2 separate regions of the Arachis hypogaea genome follow, and region 1 is linked to region 2. Evidence: chromatin contacts called from public Hi-C data. All regions are on one chromosome and are shown on one strand. Each heading gives the region's core, a stretch centred on a gene start, on an enhancer-like site or on the middle of the called end of the contact. The rest is flanking DNA. Distances are from core to core; before and after follow the strand shown.

Evidence for each region. Hi-C and Micro-C count contacts between places; a contact is called where the count stands out from the background.
Region 1: a Hi-C map of leaf shows a contact between it and region 2, with 2.1 times the contacts expected there. The contact joins the promoter of LOC112734110 here to the enhancer-like site in region 2.

What each region holds. Positions count from the first base shown.
Region 1 is chr3:135,496,513-135,499,452 of arahy.Tifrunner.gnm2.J5K5, reverse strand. LOC112734110 (anaphase-promoting complex subunit 2) reads left to right here and starts at 1,395. Exons shown (of 16, transcript XM_025783316.3): 1 at 1,395-1,864; 2 at 1,972-2,064; 3 at 2,345-2,576. The coding sequence starts at 1,631.
Region 2 is chr3:135,448,791-135,451,740 of arahy.Tifrunner.gnm2.J5K5, reverse strand. No RefSeq gene overlaps it. Among protein-coding and RNA genes, the nearest start is that of LOC112734107, 8.0 kb to the left of the region's middle. Within about 2 kb of position 1,675, at least 1 of the 3 cell types and tissues checked has open chromatin away from gene starts, as enhancers often do.

The DNA of each region.
Region 1 (2,940 bases), core at 146-2,645, 48 kb before region 2:
ATGAAAGACTTGGGACCAGCAAACAATATTTTAGGGATGCAAATTCACCGAGACAAAAAAAGATAGGAAGATTTGGCTATTGCAAAAGAATTATTTGAAGAAGATCTTGCAACGCTTCAACATGCAAGAATGTAAGCCAATTTCAACCCCACTTCCTATGAATTTTAAATTATCCTCAAGTATGTGCCCTAGTAGTGAAGCAGAGAGGATGGAAATGTCTCGAGTACCGTATGCATCAGCAGTGGGAAGCCTTATGTATGCTATGATCTGTACAAGGCCAGATATTGCTTAAGCAGTTGCGGTGGTAAGTCGATTTATGGCTGATCCGAGTAAAGAACATTGGAATGTTGTTAAGAGGATCTTGAGATATATCAAAAGGACTTCGAATGTTGCATTATGTTTTGGAGGATCGGAATTCATTGTCAATGGATATGTCAACTCAGACTTTGCAGGTGTTCTTGATAAACGAAAATCTACTACAGGCTATGTGTTTACACTTACAAGAGAAGTTGTGAGCTGACTAAGTTTTAGACTGTTGTAGCTTTATCTACTATAAAAACTGAATATATGACAGCTACACAAGCATGCAAGAAAGCTATTTGAATTCAAAGATTGATAGAAGAATTCGGGTATAAATAATATAAGATTTTTGTGTATTGTGACCGTTAGAGTGTCTTGTACATTGCAAAAAATTCTGTCTTTCATTCAAAAATAAAACACATTGGAGTATAATATCATTTTGTTCAAAAAGTAGTAGAAGAATAAAATATTGATATGCAGAAGCAATTGATTAATAACAATTGTATTTTTATACGAATGTAATTATGTAAATAGCGTTTAGAATATGAATGACATTTTTCATTGGATTCCGGTAAAAAATATCGACTAGCAAAGATGATTAAAAAATTTCCAGGTCCAATGAGTAGTCCACGCTGATGCATTCCTACTCGTTCGAACAATGCACAATTGCACATTGCTATCTCCAAACCAACTTAATTTAAACATGAAATTTTAGAAATTAATTTGAGCATTTATTAGTTTAATATTTATAACACTTTTTTAAGGTATTTTAATTATTAAAAAATATGTTGATTTTGCTGAAATAGAGACTATGAAACTTTTTTTTTCTCAGGTAATGAAGTATTTTTTAAGAATTTATTATATAGTATTAGATAAAATAAAAAAAAAAAACTTTTTTTCAATCAAGTTTTAAAAAAATTGAAAACGGGGTCTCGGAGGAGTGGGGGACTCTTCCAAGTTCCAAGTGAGGTCCTAAAAACCTAATGCTTATTAAACCGGTAGAATTAAAAGTTAGAAGATTCAATTAAAATCAAATTAGATATAATAAAATAATATATTTTTATATAAATATATAAAAATATTTAAGACAAATTAATCATTGAAACTACACTAATTTTTGTCAAATAATTTTTATTTTAAAATAAATCGATCCAGGGACCGATTTACGGTTAACGAGATGAAACCAGGCAGCGATTCTCGTAACACTGCTTCTAAGGACTGAAAAAAAGAAGAGGGAAACACTGAAATAAACACAGTAGCAGCAATCAAAGATTCAAACTTTAGAAGTTTCAAAGACAAAACACAAAAACACAATTACAATTCGATCCTCATGGACCAATCCACTACCTCCTCTTTCTGCAACTTAGGGATTCTCGATTCCCTCTCCAACGATTCCATATGCGAAATCCTCCGCTCCTACAATGGTTTCTGTGCCGCCACCCAAACCCTCCTCGCCGCCGTGGACGACCTATCCGCCCGCCGCGACTTCGTTGCCCATGTTCACTCCCTCTGCAAACATGGCCTCGATTCCCTCGTCCGAGACCACTTTCTTCGCGTTTTGGAGGTACCTCACTACCACTTATCTATTTATTTTCCTAGTAATGCTGGAAAGTTCGCTTCTTTTTTTGTTTTTTCAAAATGTTTTTTATTTTATTTTGTTTCTGGTCGTAGGAAACGTTTGAGAGAAATGGGGCGTCGAGGTTTTGGCGCCATTTTGAGCCTTACAGTAATGTTACGGGTTTGAACAAGAATGATGATCTTGAGGTGAGTATTTCTAAAATGGCAATGTTTTTTTATTATTACTATTATCGGGATTGATTTGGGTATTGCTGTGTAATGCTTGTTATTTGTTTATATATGTATCATAAATATGTGACATTTTATTGAGTGTGGTAACTAGTAAGTAAGAAACAGATTTTGACAACTTACCTTAGGTACTAGTATCATTGTTTGTCCTTGGGAAAAAAGGGAAAAGAAAAACGGGTAATTGTTGAGTGGATTATACTTAGTTGCTAGTGTTGATGCTAGAAACAATTTTAAACAGATTGATGAGGACGAGATTCTGAGTGTGTTGCATAGTGCTTTGGAAGAAATCTATTTGGAGAAAGGGTATCAGGAGAAGTGCTTGTTAATGTTGGTCCATGCTTTCCAATCATACAAGAAGCAGGTGTCGGGGGACACTCATGATCTTGATGCAGAGAGGAATCACCTTACCACTAAATATCAATGGATTGTCTCCTCTGTACTTACGGCTACGCTTCCTAGGAATTTCCGTGGTGTGTAACCTGTTTATTATTATCTTGATATTAAATGATGACATGCCATTTCATACTATAGGTGAACAATAGATCTTGCCTTTTGTTATTATCAATCACTTCTTGATTTCTTTGTTTCTACTTTATGGAATATTTACAGATAGTCTCTTCATTTTCACCATCTGCTAATTTTTGCCATGAAAATGTAGTATCTTTATCTCCGCTATACAAGTACTATAGATTAGTTCCAAGTGCAATAATTTCAGGCTTTCAGCTCGTGGTATCTTTTACATTAATAAAACATTATAGTTGCATGTATGAAAGTATTACATATTAGACATAGCTTGTACCTTGACTTTGCTATTTTCCTAGATAAGCTTATTAT
Region 2 (2,950 bases), core at 426-2,925:
ACAATGGCAAAAGCAATTGATATAATGTTTTTATTCCCATATTGCGCAACTGCAACCAAAAGACAACCTTTATATTTTCCGTATAAGTGAGTCCCGTCAACCTGAACCAGCGGCTTGCAATATTTGAAAGCTCTTATGCATGGATTGAAACTCCAGAATACCCGATGAAGTATCCTAATATCGTCTACCTCTTGACTCCCGTTATACAGTAGTCGTGTTTCTATTTGGACTTGTGAACCAGGCATCTTTTGAACCATCGCCAAGAACCACAACGGTAAAGCTTGGTAAGATTCTTCCCATCCACCAAAAATCTTGGCTATCGACTTCTGCTTTGTCAGCCAAGCCTTCCGGTAACTAATAGTGTAGTTGAATCTTGCCTGGACCTCCACAATTATAGATTTGACCTTTATGGATGGGTCAGATTCAACCAATGGCTTCATATCCTCAACAATCGTGTCCGAGTCTAACTTGGAGTGATCCTGTGAGATCGTTCCCATGGAACACGTGTGCCTCCCGTTGTATCTCTGAATCTCCCAACAGGCTTTCTTTTGTATCAAGCTGGCTCGGATAAGCCAGTCGCACCTACGTCCATAAGTCTTGCACTTTGCATAGAACATCTGTGACTCAGATTCATAAACAACGTAATCGACTCCTCTGGAGATAGTATAACTCCGAATTGCTGCAATGATTGATTTTCTTAAACCGTATTCCATTCCGATCCTAAACTCCCCATCCTCAGGATCAGCAACACCTATAAGAAAACAAATTTGTCGTTCATTGATCCGCTAAAACAAAATCAAGTAAGCATATTACCCACTGCTCACGTACCTATGTTTGCATATTCGGGAAACTCCGGTGCATGCATGGCGTCAAGATCCAAGCTACGCATAAAGGGTGGAATGCCCATCGGTTGACTAACTGCGGATGGAACCACTAAAGTTTTCGCCACAACCTCACCTCCCCCATCGTCGTCCTCGTCCTCATCACCAGCTTCGTACGTAGCTTCGAACTCCTTATCGTTATCATCGTTCATTCCCAAGTACGCCTCAACTCTGTCATCTTGTACATTTGGGTCATGTTGAACCTCATCTGCAATAATATGCTCAAACTCAACGTACAACTCAATCCTCGGGTGTTGCACCTGAGTTTGCTGGTGAATACGAAACATCCGCTAAATACTTGTTTCTCGACTATTGGCATAACCTCAAACTGTATCAGGCCGCCAAAAACGACAACCGGACTTTTGTAGAGACTGTTGGTCACCCTCTTTACAATATCAGCCTCTATGCTTTGACAAAGCCTGTACTGTAATTCCACGAACGTTATAGTGCATGGAACGACAAACAAAAACATATTCTCACACGCAAAGCTCACACCCTCATACGTATTTCGTATGACCTCACTGTTGTGGTAAATCACTATATTTGCTGTGCCCTCCATCGTACCGACCTTTGAGGAAAACACTTATCTCAGAATGAAGCAAAATGGTTACGAGCATTGCTTTTTATAGGCAGAAGACTCACCTCGCAGGTTACGTGTTGCTAAATCATCCAACCAACGTCCGCCACGCGTGCAACATGCAACCTGCGAGTTGCCTGCCACGTAGGAATCACGCATCATGCGTGTTGATGGATGACCGCCATGTGTCAACACAGAGCTTGCGTGTTGCTTCAGATTTTGGACACATGTTCAGCACGTGAGCTGCGTGCTGAGTCAGCACGTTACCTGCGTGTTGGACCTGCACCTCTGCAACGTCCACCTACCTATATATACACCAAAAACATCCATTTTCAGAAAAAACACACATCTTTATTCCATATTTAAATTCTTTAGCCAATTTGGAATGAATTTAAATTTTTATTTTATTTTTTATAGTTTTTTTTTTTGGCAGCCAACTAATAATTAGTTGTAATTGAATCATACCCTAATTGGTTACCAAATATAATTGGATAAGATATTCCTGATTCTAAATGTGTCAAACCTATTATATTACAGATACGAAATTTACAAATAGAATTTAATGTTGTAGTTTCCATTGACATATTTAAAGCTAAAGAACTTAAATTACATGTTAAGTTTGTCAAATAATTTTTTTTATAAAAATATAAAATTTAATTTTTAATATATGTTTAGTTAAATTAAAATAATAAAATTTTCACTAATAATAACTTTAATATATGTTTAGCTAAATCCTTAAAAGTTTTTTTCCTTAACAAAAAATACTCTTAAATTTGTGAGCTAAATCCTTTTAAGCAAAACTGATACTAATACGTATAAAATAAAAATTATTACAAGAAATTTGAAAAGTGACAAACTTGTGTGAGGAAGAAATCTAGGCGACGAAGAATAATTATTAGATTGGGAAATGCCATTGTCACCTAAAATCAAGGTTTAAAGTATAAGCTTCAAAGTCAGATAAAGTTTAAGTGGGGTTCTGGTGGTGGAAACGGTGCGTTTTAAAGTTGATGAAGAAGTAGGAGAGAGAGGTGGGTGGGTTCCAGCTGTGAGACTTAGGGAGTAGTAGTTGGTACTTCCGCCACCGCCGTCTCCTTTCTCCGTCGAACCCCTTTCTCCCTTCCACCACTTAATTAGGGTTTCGTCTTTTCTTCGCTCTTTCACCTTACCAATCTGTTCCGCACACAATCGCTGCCACAAGGTACCATACCATGTCATATGCTTCTCTTGCTAACATTTCAGCTACTTTCTTTTCTTCCTCTTCTCGAAAGATTTTTTCTTAAGGAAAAAAGCTTCCTGCTTTTGTTTTTGTTTGCTCTGTTGGTAGTTGATTTTATTTGAATTTACTCTTTTACACGCGGTTTTTTTTTTTTTTTTTTTTGGTTTTGTTACTGATCATTTCTTTAGCAGTTCCTACATAGGGTTGTTTTCCATGATTTCAGGGTCTGTATGATTTATTGTTTATTTGTATATTTTATTGTTTGTAATTTTGATG